Regions from separate parts of the Mus musculus genome. Here all the other regions are linked to region 1. Evidence: chromatin contacts called from public promoter capture Hi-C data. All regions are on one chromosome and are shown on one strand. The core of a region is the stretch at or near the end of the contact, and the rest is flanking DNA. Distances in the headings are between cores, read along the strand shown.

Region 1 (3,214 bases), core at 329-2,828:
TTTAAACAAAAGCAACTTTGTTTAGGGAAGGATGTATTTTATCTTATGGCTTAAAGTTCATCATGAAGGGAAATTATTAGAGTTCTTGAGAGTAACAAAGCTTACAGAATGAATCTTTCTATATGTATAGAAAAGGGGTTTACTGGAAAGACTCACAGGCTGCGGTCTAGCTAATCCAACAATGGTTGGCTGTGGATGGAAAGCCCAAGAATCCTGTAGTTTCTCAGACCACGAGGCTAAATGTCTCAGCTGGTCTTCAGCTTATGCTGGAATCCCTAAAAAGTAAGGTTCTGATGCCAGTGAAGGAATGGACATGCTAGCAAGGCTAGGGCAAGCAGGCAGGAGCAGAAGCTTCCTCGTCCAGCTCTAGCAAAGCCTGTAGCCTAGATTAGAGCTGATTCAAGGTTTGGTTCAAAGGCCTGGGACTCCCTACCTCAAAGGTCCAGACCTGAAGCAGAATCACCGACTCCAAAGCAAGCAAAAAGTTCTCACAGGTATGTCCTCCATTCCCAGATTTGATTTCATGACTAACAGAGTCAAGTTGACAACCAGAAAAATAATCATCACAGGACTCAAGAAGAAATTTGGAGGTGGGAACTGAAGTAGAGGTCATGGGGAAATACTGCATGTTCACTCTCCCTTTTTATACAGCCTAGGCCTATCTACCTAAGTATGCATTAATACAGTAGATTGGAAACCCCCCCCCCCCCACACACACACATCATTCTTTAATCCAAAAATATTCTACAGTCTTGCCTATAGCCAATCTAATGGAGGCATTTCTAAGTTGAGTTCCCTTCTCTCAGATGACCCCCACTAACATCAAGTCGACAAAAGGCCAACCAGTACCGGAGCGAAAGCCTCTTCTTTGCTTACAAGTTTTTTTCTATTTACATTATTAATTCATATATGTTGCTTTCTGCTCTTGGCTTGGTTTATAGTAATAATGTTCAATACCCAGAAGTAGTCCAAGTAAAGCCTGTAAGAAGAGACATTTGCAAAAGCATATGTCTTTATCAAACGTGTTTTAAAATATTATTTCTTCAGACAAAGCTTTAACATATTTGTACAGGTTTCTTTCAAACCTGGGGCTCAATCAACATTTTAAATCTTAACTTTCAAAAAATATAGGTGCAAAAGTCCATTTGCCTCATCTCAGATTCTTAAGTTGGCACTCATTATTGGCACTGTCCTCTCCTGACCGGGTAACCTTCTCTGTTTGGGGTCATGGGTTTTCCTTTCCCTACACTGAGTCTGGGATGTCCAGAGCCAATCTGTAGCGCTATTTTATGTGAAACAGTAGAAGCCCACTGAGTACACGACAAAGCGAGTGCGTGCACTAAAATCCCAGAAGGCGTCGTGCTTAAATGCAAGGATCCCACATATTTACTCCAAACGGAACGTCTGGGTTAAGATTGGGTGTTGCTCTATCTTTTTTTTTTTTTTTTTTTTCCCCATTTGCGTCAAGTATGGGAGAGGTTGTTGATCCTGCTACTCACGAATAAGAAGGCGGGTCCAGCATCTTTCGCCAATCAGAGCCGCTGTTACTTCCTTGCTGGAACTGTCAAATGAGGAACACGGATGTTCTGAAGTTTCTGCCCCTGGCTCCATTTTTGAATCCCGTGTAGCTTTTGTGAGGTGTTGTGACAGCTGGTTTCAGTCAGTGCCACCTATTTTGTCGGCAGGCTCTTCCGAAGGACCCCCGCATGCGTCCGAAGCTGGAAATGGTGAGTACACGGTTGCTCCCGGAGTCGTGGGCCGCGGCTTTGACGTAGCCTGGCGCAGCTTGGCACCGCCGACCCGACGTTCCTCTGGCGCTGTGCTGCAGTTCGAGGTGGAGCTTGGCACCGGCGGAGCCAGGAGTCGGAGGCTCCTCCTGCCCTGTCGCTGTAAAACTGCTTTATCCCAGTCCCTTGGCTATCATGGGGAATGAGCTCGGTGGTCCTGCACCCTGCAGACTTTGCAGCGCTCACGGGTTGGTGATGCGGTCTGGTCAGTGTAGTGAAAGGACGTGGGTGTTGAGCGTTACTGCTGGTCTGACCTTGCACTTGCGTTTGGCCTGCTTTATTGTTTTCTGAGGTCTCCTTGATTTTGTATTAGTTTTGCTCTAGGCTGCTTCTCCAAAGAGAAGGAATATGTAATGTGCTTTTGGTGGCAGTGGTGCTGGTGAGTTTTTGATTGGTTGATTTCTTTGTTTTTCAGACAGGGTTTCTCAGTAGCCCTGGCTACCCTGGAACTCACTTGGTAGACCAGGCTGGCTTCGAACTCAGAGATTCTCCTGCCTCTGCCTGTAATGTGTGTTTGTTTGTCTTCTTTCCTTTCTTGGAACTCATTACGTAGACCAGGCCTACCTTGAACTCAAGAGATCTGCCTGCTTCTGCTTCCTGAGAACTGCAGTTTAGATGCGAGCACCATCATGCCCTACAAGGTGGGCTCCTTAATTAGTATTTACCAAGATTACAGTCCTCTAGAAAAATATTAACATCTTCGGTTGTTTCCTTTGCCCTTATGTAAATCGTTTTTCTAGACAGTGTAATTTGCGACTAGGGAAAGTGTGGACAGGGGCCATCTGGGAGAAAAACATACGTGTCTTCTATCTTCTGGATGAGGTATTTTTTTGAGAGTTGGTTTGAGTGCACAAAACATTTCAAATTTTATTAGTGTTGTTCATGTGTGGTGAGCCAATCTTTGGGCTCCCGTGCCATAGTATATACTGTGCAGGTCAAAGGACTCCCTTGTGGGGTTGGAGTTGGTTCTCCTGTCCATTCCCTGGGTTCAGGGATCAAACACAGGTCACAACGCATGCTTGACGACTGCTTTTGCCTGTTGACTCATTTCTTCGGCTTCATTTATTTTTACTTTTACTTTTATTTTAAAACCGGGTTTCATAGATCCCTGGCTATCATGAAACTCCATATGTAGATGACCTTGAACTTGGGATCCTCCTGCCTTCAGGTTTTAGGATTTCAAGGCATGAGCCAGCACACTTGCTTTGATGTGGTGCTGGTGCTGGGACCGAGGGTGGGGGTGGGGGGGCGTCTCCATACTAAGTAAACATTCTACAGAGTCAGCCCTGTGCTCATCCTGCTGTACAGTTTTTCTCCCTTAGATTCTGGCAGGAAGATCCCAGGATTTTCTCTTTAGCAGCATGTGTGTCATTGACTGCTTAGTGGCAAGCATGGAATGCATACTAATTTTTTTTATTTCCAGGCAG
Region 2 (3,042 bases), core at 412-2,911, 1.3 Mb before region 1:
ACCAGACCAGAAGGGCAGAAAGCGAGGGGACGGTGACTAAAAAGAGACTGCCACCCGCCTCATGACTCACAGCACACAAACAGTACCTCAGCACCTATGAGAGGAGCCACAGAGAACCAGAGGGGAGATGGCTCTCACCTGGCTGGGGGGCTCTGTGGAAAGATGTGAGGACTCTGAGCTGAGGGAGGAGGACGAGCAGGGAGAGGATGGCTCGGACTTCACCTGAAGATCTGGGGGGGAGAAAAGTTCCGAGGTAAGCAGGGAGGCTGGGGACGAGGCTCGGGGCTGAGACCATGTCTTGCCTGTGCCAAACCAACACTGCAGAAATGAGTAACGGAGGAGCAGAGCCTAGCATTGCCTGTAGCGTGGTGCTGAGGTGGGGCAGGAGAGTAAGGGCAGACAACACCCCAGGGATCACAGGGAGGAGCACACAGGGATGTTAGTTTCTGGGAAGCAGTGGGAAGAGAAGGGCATTTGGAAAGATGAGGGGAATCCTAAGGGCGCCTTACCTGGGAAGATGGGTAGAGGGTCCCAAGGGGGCTCAGGGGGGCTGACATCCATCCCCACATCCAGAGAGCTGCTGTCAAACTAAGCAGTGGGACATATTAGCGGGCAGGAAGGTGAGAAAGTACGACAGCAAAACAGGAGCGACACAGCTTGCAAATTAAGACGCCCACTGTGTCAAGGCTCCATAGTTTACAGAAAAAAATGTTTCTCTTTTGCTTTCGTTGTATTTTACTAACAACCACTAACCACCTATTCTCGCCCCTGTAGACACACAGCTGTCAGTCTTTTATCTGTACCCCATAAGAAGGATCCCAAAAGGCCAGAAGGGGCTGCTCTCTAAAATCCTGACTTAGTTGGCTAGTCCCGGGTGCGCCTCTAAAATAAAACTTGAGCCAATTAGACCAATGGACTTTTGAAACTGGTCTTTCTCCTCGAAATTTTCGAGTTTAACATGAGCAGGGGTGACACCCTGATGAGCTCTGTGGCTTGGCAATGACTCCAAGTTTGGGGTCGCCCTCCCACCACCAAGGGTCATAAGAGAAACTCTGAGGTAGCAATACCGGGACATCCTGCTCCACGCAACGGAACAACTGTGCCTGCTCCTCGGCCACTTCATCCAGGCCACTGTACAAGGTGCTGTCTGCATGGAGGCCCGCGTGTCAGGAGGGTGGCACGCCAGCCCCGGCTCCATCCCTCATTGGCTCGGCCGGGCCAGACCCACCGCCCGCCCACTCGCTCAGCCTTACACCCTAAGGCGTCCAGCCCCTCTCCCCTGACCCCGGGCAGCCCCGTGCTCCCACGGGAGACCAAGGTCTTCCCTCCTCCCGCATCCCGGGGAAGCGCGAGTCCCGCTGCGCTCTCCCTCGGAGGATGGGCTCGGCGTCCGCCCAGCCTTCCTCGTTCACCCTCTGCTGCCTTCCCGCGTGCCTCGGGCCCATGGCGAGCCTCAGCCCGCTCCTCCCCCGGGGCCCCACTCCGCGCACCCCAGTCCTCCGGACTCAGCAGGTTGTCGGTGAAGAAGCGCGTCGGGTCGGCGATCTCACTGAGGAGCATCAGCTCCGCCATCTTCCCCCCACCCCCCACCATGAGCCGGCTCCCCGGCCCGCCTCCTCCCGGCCGCGGCAAATCCATGAGCTCGCTGAGGAAAACCGGCGTCCCGGAAGTCCTGATGACCAGTCAGAGGCTTAGTTGGTGAACACGTGACACGAAGGAGCAATGACTGTGCATGCCGGGCCAATGGCACGGGTCAGCCGCTTTACCGATCCAGGCGAGACTGTGCGTGCGCCGTACAGGCCCCAGAAACTAGCATTGTGGGAAATGTAGTTCCTAGCACTTAGGGTTCCGGCATCTGGGCTAGAGTGTTCATGCTTGAGCAGTTGTCCGCAAACATCTGCACCCATGTGGTGCCCATAAACTCATGAAGGCACACGCATAATGAATGAATTATTAATGAATAAACGAATGAGCAAAGTTCCAGCATTTAGGATAAGAGATGGCTCAGCAGTTTAATATTGCTTATTGCGACTAGGCGGTAGTGGTGCACGCCTTTAATCCCAGCACTCAGGAGGCAGAGGCAGGCGGATCTCAGCCTGGTCTACAAAGTGTGCTCCAGGACGGCCAGGGTTGTTACACAGAGAAGCCCTGTCTCAAACCCTCCCACCCAAAAGGAAAGTGCTTGTTGCTCTTATAAGGGTCTGGATTACATTCTCAGCACCCACACCTGGCGACACGCAACCACTTGTAACTCCACCTCCCTGGGATGCAACTCCCTGACATCCGGAAGTTCTGGCGTTTGCCACAGCCAGTCCCAAATAGACAACCTCTCCTATCCTCGGAGGTGGATACGCTTCCCGGGACTCCCTCCACCAAGTGGCTCACTGACACCGTCGCTAACTCCCTGTAGGTCAGAACGAGATACGAGTTCAAACAACTTCCTTCGGGGCCCTTGAAAATTCCACAACACAGACCACAGTTCGCGGGTTCCTGTCTCCTTTAATCAGCTAAACATCTTGCGCAGTCCCCGAGCCAGCCCTGCATCCTGTTTCCTTCCCTGAATGACCACCTTCCCCAGCTCCTCTTTCGCTGCACGGTTTTTGGGATCTACTGCTAGCACTTTCTTGAAATCAGCAGTGGCTTTTTCCAAGTCCCCGAGGGCAGCCCGAGCAACCCCCCTTCGGTATAAGGCCTTTAAATGGCCCGGCTCCCGCTCCAGCACTCGGTCACAGCTCTGGGCTGCCAACTGGGGGTGTCCTAGCAGCAACTGGCAGGCAGCCAGATTGGCATAAAGGGTAGTTCGTTCGGGAGGGCCGGGTGGGGGCAACGTCAGCAGCAGTCGGAGAGCCCGTCCATAGCATCGGGCAGCCCCTTGAGGGTTCCCAGCTCGAAACAGTTCTGTACCCCTTCTGTGTTCTTCTTTGGCCAGAGCCTCCTTCTCCATAGCCTCCATCTCCCAGGAGTCCCGGCCATTGGTGAAGGAATCCAGTCTGAGTTTAGCAAGAGGTGCAGAGGATCCAGGAAGGTGAATCTTTGCCTCCT
Region 3 (3,386 bases), core at 812-3,311, 1.2 Mb before region 1:
CCATCTCCTTGGGGGCGACCGGGCGAGTGCGGCTCTGCTCCCTCAGCAGGTTCATGACGTGAGTTGTGAACTCATTGCATGCCTATGGGAGCAAGGAGGCCGTTGAGGAGGCCCTGTGGCTTGGGGCTTCTAGAGTCAGAGGTCGGGGGGGGGGGGTCCTTTTTACTCTCTGGTCCACCTCACCGGCTCGCTTGCCTCTCCTCACCTGCTCATACTTCTCCAGCTCTGAGTGGTAGATGTGGCGGATCTGGGCAAGCTTGCTGCGATAGTCTGAGTGTTCGATGGAGTTGTCCGGGGATACGCCACCACCGGAGGCTGCGGCAGCTGCAGCAGCTGCTGCGGAGCCGCCCCCTTTCTCGGGTCCAGCCACACCTTCTGCCAGAAGCATGTTGTCCAGGCGCATCAGCTGTGGGTCCACGGGCTCCTCCTCTTGGGAGCTCCGAATGCTAAGGCCTAGCAGGCAGGCAAACAGACTTAAGGAACCCCTCACCCCCCACCCCCATCCCCGGTCAAAGCTCCATCCTCGGTCCCAGGGCTCCAGGGCTTCCCTTCCCCACTTCCTTTCATGCAACCTCCGTGGCTCTCAATTTCCTCAAGGCTTCAAGTTGTCAAACTCTAAGCCCTAAGGCAGAGTCTTGCTCCCAGAAGTGAGCATCAGAGGGGCACCTACGTACCAGTTTTCTCCTTGATTTCACACAGGACACTAAACAGGGCAGGTTTCATTCGGTGACAGTTTAGGGCATGTTTCCTTAGGAGGAACGGGAGGAGAGAAAGGGTTCAGGCAGGAGAAAGACGAGAGGGGTGCCAGGGTGCAAGGTGGGGGCATAATCTGCGAGGGGGTTAAGTGGGAATCGGGGTAGAGTGGAGTCCGAGGGATAGTTGAGATCAGCTGCCATAGCTTCGGGAAGCGGCAGGGTCACAGGAAGCAGAAGATGCAGGCAGTGGGGCTAAAGTCACTATGGGCGGGCTGAGGCTAAGAGGGATGGTTCAAGCAAAAAGATGGAGCAAGGATCTAGAGATGACTGAAGAAATAAAGGTGACTAGGTAGGTTGTGGAGTAGAGAACCGGAGGCTGTCAGTGTGAGGCGGTAGGGGGCCTGAGAAAGGTGGGGGGGGGGGTGCCCTGCTACCTGGGAGTTCAGTACAGAATGTGTGGGCTGAGCAGGGGGAAGGCTGTTGAGGACTCTTGGAGGCCCCGACCTCCGTGGAAGGGAATGTGTGGAGATCCTGGATCCGTACGCGGAGAATGGGGTGGGCTAGCCGGATAGTTAGGGAAGACAGCTTTGGCTGAGAACAGTTTCTAAGTCTGGGAGCCAAGAGATGGGCCAGAGTTGACTGTAGGGGTCAGCAAAAGGTTAGGAGGGAGTGAGACCACCTGGGGTTCGCTCTGTGGAGGAGGCTTTAGGGCCTAGGGGCAAAGCAAGCTTTGAGAGAACACTAGAACTAAGGAAAGAAAAGAGTTGCAAGATCCAGAGAGGGCCCTGGGGGAGGGGGGCTTGCAGAGGACTCAGAGCTGTGAGCGGGGTCCCGGGGTGGGGGCACTCACTTGGCCTGGGCCTCGTCCAGGCTCTGGTCCGTGATGGTCATTATCTGTTGCAGAATGTCCCCGATGTCTTGCTTCCCTCGGCCTCCCGGGACCCCCCCACTTCCCCCACCGGGGTCTCCGCCACCGGGAGGCTCGCCAGGGCCCCCGGGCTCCGCACCTACCAGCCCCAGACCCCCACGGCCCCCGCCCGGAGGAGGCGGCCCCAGCAGCCGCTCGTCCATAGCTGGGGGGGGGCCTGAGGCCCCCTCCCTGCTCGCCCCTCCCCCCGCCGGGTGACTTCCCCCCCAAACTCGCTGGGGCCGCTGCTCCCTCCGCCCCAACCCCGCCCGGCAACCCGCCTCCCGGCTCCCCTCGGGGGTTCACCCCGGCACTGAAGGGGAGACCCGGGGTGCCGCCTGGGCACCCCCACAGGAGACCCCGGCCCCCGGCGGCGGAGAAAATGGAGCCGGAGAGAGAGAGAGAGAGAGAGGAGGCCCAAGCGGGGGTGTGTGTGCGAGAGGAGGGAGGAGGGAGAAGGGGGAACGAGGGAGGCGGCTGGGGGAGGGGAGCGGGAGGAAGAGGAGGGGAGGAGAGGAGGAACGGGGAGGAGCCGGGGGCGGGGAGACGCAGGCCAGGCGGCGGCGGCGGCGGCGGGTGGAGGCGGGGAGCGGCCGGGCGGCCGGGGAGAGACTGGGTTGGCCTCGGCGCTGGCCGAAAGGGCGCTGGGGTGGGTGTCTCGGCCACCTGGGTTCCGAGGCCATGGTCGGGTGGTGCGGACTCCGGCCTCTGGAATGTTCTCCGACAGCTCGGTTCATATTTCTTGTTCTAATGACTCCCCTCCTTGTTCGACTTAATTAAAACCGGGAGACTGGGGGCTGGGGGAGATGATTAGGGAGGTCTCCAGCCGCTGCTTAATGAGCCAGTAATTAACCAGCCAGGGAGGGGAGCTGGCCTCTGGCCAGATCGCTGAGAGCGGCTGCCCCAGGCCTCACCTACCCACCTTGCACCCCCCCACACACACCCCCAGATACCAGTCTTCAGTCCAGAGGGGAATTATGTTTATTCATACAACCAAAACATCAGACAGACTCAGCAGCAGGGTGGGGGCGGGGTAAGAGTCGCTTCACCGCCTCTGGGCCCCTCTGCCTTGGGGCCTGAGACTGCTAGTGCTGGACAATTGTCTTACTCTTCCCTTTTTTTCTCACTAGGCAGGGGCAGGCCGCAGCCCTCACACCCTGTTTAGTAGCTTGACAGCTCAGGATAGAGACTCTTTAACTGTCCTCGGGAGTTGTGTCCACCCTACCTTGCTTATCTTCATGGTTAGAGTACTTGTCCCAAGTCCAGTCCCCAGGGAAAGTGGGTGGTAAATACAGCAATTTTAGCCGGGTCTTCCATCTCTGGTTACCCCTGCCAAACAGGGTTGAAGACCTTCGGGGAGTGTCCCAGCTTTGAGTCCCAGAGAGAAGGGACTGGTGAGGAGCTCCGGTCTCAGCAGGTGTGTGTAGGAGGCCGGGATCTCTGCTCCTCCATTCGACCTCCACCCTGAACTCTCAGCAGCAACTCCAGAAGCTCCTGCCCCCCGGGGGGAAGGGGCGGGTCAGACCGTTGGGCTTCAATCCGCTGGCACTAGAAACGTGGAGGGAGAAAAGGGCATTGGTAGCCCATAATGGTTTTGGGTAAGAGAGGCCAGGGTTGGTGTGGGGCAGATAGGAAATCTGTGATGGGGATGGGGAGACTAGAGGCTTACCAAAGGACATATGCTTAGGGACAAAGAAGTTAGGGCTCAGGCAGAAGGCCAGCTAGGAGACCTGGGTCTTGTCTCCATGGATGCATGTGGGGTGGGATGTGCCTTACCTGGTGAC
Region 4 (3,311 bases), core at 290-2,789, 1.8 Mb after region 1:
ACAGTTCTGGTTTTAACTGTGCAGGGCCAAAGTGAAGCTTGTAACTGAATGTTACTACTCCTACAGTGACTTTGTTTCCACAATTCACAATCAGGACCTCCTAAAGTTAGGATACAAGGCCACAGAAACGTTACCAAATGTAAACTGCCGCCCCCTGAATCACAGAGCTGGTTGGGGGCGGGGGGGGGGGGGGGAACCGAGCTATCTTCCCAGCCATCCTTGTTCTATCCTAAAGCACAGGGGTCTCTCTTAAGGAGCATCAACTCCTGGTGCCCTGGTGGCCAAAGTTCTCCAGGAAGAACCTTAAGCTTCAACGGTACCTCACACAATGGTGGATCTAAGACTCAGCGCGCTATTGCCAACGGGATGGCCCGCACAGGCTGGGAGGGTTTAGGGACTCTTGCCTGCCTCACCTGGACACCGAATGAGCAACAAAAAGCGTGCTAGCAACGCGTTCCCGCCTCAGTCAAATCCTTCCCTGGAGTGTTTAGGGAAAGCTCATTTTTCTAGTGCTATGACAGGAGGCCTGCTTAGAGGCGTGTTCTTCCATCCTTTAGTGGAAATCACCCACATCTTTAAAAAAAATAAAATAAAACAAAAACAAGTCACTTCTGGAAGAGGCTTCCCTGTCGAGCCGACACCCACGTCTCAACTATCCAGAATCCCTGATGTGTGCTCAATCTTGGCCCCCGTGGCCCGCGCGCTCCCGGCTGGCGCGGTGGGACCGACCGCGCAGGCTACGGCCTCCGGAGCCTGGAGCCGCGACGTCGCCGGGCTCGGTGCTCCTAGCCGCACCGCTTCCCTTCTCAGATACACACGGAGCAGGCACAGCGGACCAAGCGCTCCTCGAGAAGCTCTCCCCGACGGGCCGTGGACACGCGCGACACGCTGTCACCATCCGCGGACTCCCCCGGGAAGCCCCACACCGGCTCCGGCCGCCCCTCTGGGCTGCCGACCCCGCCGCCATCTTCCTGCCGCGCCGCCCCCGGGCCTCGGCCCTCGGCCCTCAGCCCGCCGCCGCGCGCCCCCGCCGGCCCGCGCGCCCCCGCAGCCGCGAGCTGCACTCCGTGAGCGACGGTTAGGCGCGCGCTTCGAGCGGGCCCAGCGCGGAGGCCCTGCCGCCTTCGAGAAATTTCCGCGCCCCTGAACCCACACAGGAAAACAAGCCGGGCGCGCCCCCGCGCCGCGGCCTCAGCGCCCCCTCCCCCCATCGGCGCACCCCTCCCCCCGCCCCCGCCCCCGCCCCGGGCGCGGGTCAAGTGCGGCCCGGGGCACCGCCCGCCCGACCGCCCGCCTGGCCCGCGGCGGAAGAGGCAGCGGCGGAGGCGGCGGCAGCGGCGGCCTCGGCCGGTGTGATTGATAGGGACGGCGGCAGCGAGAGCGGCGGCGGCGGCGGCGGCGGAGCGGTTGAGTGACAGCTTACCTGGGTGCCAATCTTCATCACACTGACAAGCGGCTGCAGCAATCGGGACCCGCAGTGCCGCGCCCGCGTCCAACCGTCACGCCGACGCCGGGCCACGCGACACAGCCTCGCTCAATGGGAGGAGGGCGACGCCGATGCGCGCCGCATCAATATTCACCGCGGGGGCGGGGCCTGCCGACCCCGGGCCCCGCCCCCGCCCAGCGCGACGGCGGGCGGGGGGCGGGGCGGGTGGGGCGGGGGCGAGGCAGGGGGCGGGGGAGGGCCCAAGCGGGGCGGGGCAGAGGCCGGTCCCGCCCCGCTGCGCGCACTCAGCCAGGCCCCACCCAGCGGCCCAGCCCGGGCGCCAGTAGCAGCCTGCCCCGCCCCAGAGGCAGAGCTTATGTTTCATGACCACGCCGTGGGGCGTGGCCCAGAGAGCTATAGACCACGCCTCCTCTGCGCACTCGTCTGCTCCCTCCCTTCGGATAAAGGTTTGTGGAACTGGGTGGAACCATCTGCAGCTCAGGCGGGGAGTACGGGCTGTACCATCAGAGGACCTTCGCGATTCTGGGCCTCCCGGCTCTAGCCCTTCGTTCTGAGCGGCGCCTCGCAATCAAGGTTCTGGAGCTGGGGTAGGCGCGAGGAGGTAGGCGTTCATCTTTAAAGACCGAAGGACTGAGCGCTTGAGATGTTTGCCCTGGGATCTAACCATGGATGCAGTCTCCTGACTGACCGTGAAGTGACTGCGGTCTGACATCTGGTCCGTTAGGACTCCAGGCCAAAAAAAAAAAAAAAAAAAAAAAAAAAAAAAAGAAAGAAAAAGAAAGAAAGAGACCTTTCCTTAGGAGGACTGGACAGTGTTGTCTCTAGTTGAAGCTCTGCCTAACCAGATCATCTGCAGCAGCGTACCCCGGGCCCCGTGGCTTCACTGATCGAAGTAAAAGACAGAGCGAAAGAGGCCCTCAATTTGCCTGGCTTGTCTAGGCAACAGTTTTATGCAGTGGCCGCCTGAGTGTGTGATCGGTGCTTCTCATCCGTACACAGATTAAAGCGGTTCTGATGACCCCACACTCCTCAGGAGGAGCCTTGTACCCCAGGACTGTTGGCTGGAAGGGGCCTGAGGAAGCCGCAGCATGTGTTTGGTAGGACACCCTCCTGTGTCCTCAAGGCTCCACAGACACCCCAAGGCATCACTCTCTTTGTAGCTACAGTTCGGTTCACCACAGAACCCACGTGGAAGGAGAAAACCAACTACCAACACATGTGTGGTATGCACACACATTTGTCCACATACAATAGCAACAACAATATTAAAATTTGAAAAACTGGGTTTGGGAGCTGAAGATATGGCTCAGCTGATAAGAGTGCTTACCTAGCATACACAAAACCCTAGGTGGGATCCCCAACACACATTAAACCTTACCAGGTTTAATATGGTGACATATGCCTGTTATCTCAGCACTTGGGTAGTCGAAGCACAAAGATCAGAAGGTCAAATTCATTCTTATCTACCTTTTGAGGTCCTAGCCAATATGGAATACATAGGGACCTTGCCTCAAAGAACAAAGTTATTAAGCATTGCAGGGATTAGCCGGGCGTGGTGGCGCACGCCTTTAATCCCAGCACTCGGGAGGCAGAGGCAGGCAGATTTCTGAGTTCGAGGTCAGCCTGGTCTACAAAGTGATCTCCAGGACAGCCAGGGCTATACAGAGAAACCCTGTCTCGAAAAAACAAAAAACAAAACAAAACAAAAAAAAAAAATTGCAGGGATTAACCAAAGAGAGTATCCTGTTTTGCTTTCCATTGCTGTGTTAAAACCCCGACCAAAACAACCTGGGAAAGGCTTATTTGGTTTTTATTTCCACATCATGGCCTGTCACCAAGGGATGTTAAGGCAGGAACTGAAGCT

The links. Promoter capture Hi-C pulls out the DNA fragments that hold promoters and counts their contacts.
Region 2: a contact with region 1 is called in a promoter capture Hi-C map of pre-B cells, with 3 times the contacts expected there. The contact joins the promoter of Atf6b here to the promoter of Zfp101 in region 1. A contact is called at or near these places in 2 of 39 promoter capture datasets (liver and pre-B cells).
Region 3: a contact with region 1 is called in a promoter capture Hi-C map of pre-B cells, with 2.7 times the contacts expected there. The contact joins the promoter of Pbx2 here to the promoter of Zfp101 in region 1. A contact is called at or near these places in 2 of 39 promoter capture datasets (liver and pre-B cells).
Region 4: a contact with region 1 is called in a promoter capture Hi-C map of pre-B cells, with 2.0 times the contacts expected there. The contact joins the promoter of Pknox1 here to the promoter of Zfp101 in region 1. A contact is called at or near these places in 2 of 39 promoter capture datasets (erythroid cells and pre-B cells).

Annotation. Positions count from the first base shown.
Region 1 is chr17:33,393,001-33,396,214 of GRCm38.p6, reverse strand. It overlaps Zfp101 (zinc finger protein 101), which reads left to right and starts at 1,578. Exons shown (of 4, transcript NM_009542.2): 1 at 1,578-1,727. The coding sequence starts at 1,707.
Region 2 is chr17:34,645,765-34,648,806 of GRCm38.p6, reverse strand. It overlaps Atf6b (activating transcription factor 6 beta), which reads right to left and starts at 1,661. Exons shown (of 18, transcript NM_017406.4): 1 at 1,491-1,661; 2 at 1,068-1,147; 3 at 510-588; 4 at 139-230. The coding sequence starts at 1,593. Fkbpl (FK506 binding protein-like) reads right to left here. Exons shown (of 2, transcript NM_019873.3): 2 at 1,990-3,042. The coding sequence ends at 2,504.
Region 3 is chr17:34,590,934-34,594,319 of GRCm38.p6, reverse strand. It overlaps Pbx2 (pre B cell leukemia homeobox 2), which reads right to left and starts at 2,061. Exons shown (of 9, transcript NM_017463.3): 1 at 1,546-2,061; 2 at 675-748; 3 at 206-453; 4 at 1-82. The coding sequence starts at 1,766. It overlaps Gpsm3 (G-protein signalling modulator 3 (AGS3-like, C. elegans)), which reads right to left. Exons shown (of 4, transcript NM_134116.5): 3 at 3,379-3,386; 4 at 2,566-3,150. The coding sequence ends at 3,013.
Region 4 is chr17:31,563,001-31,566,311 of GRCm38.p6, reverse strand. It overlaps Pknox1 (Pbx/knotted 1 homeobox), which reads right to left and starts at 1,539. Exons shown (of 11, transcript NM_016670.3): 1 at 1,424-1,539.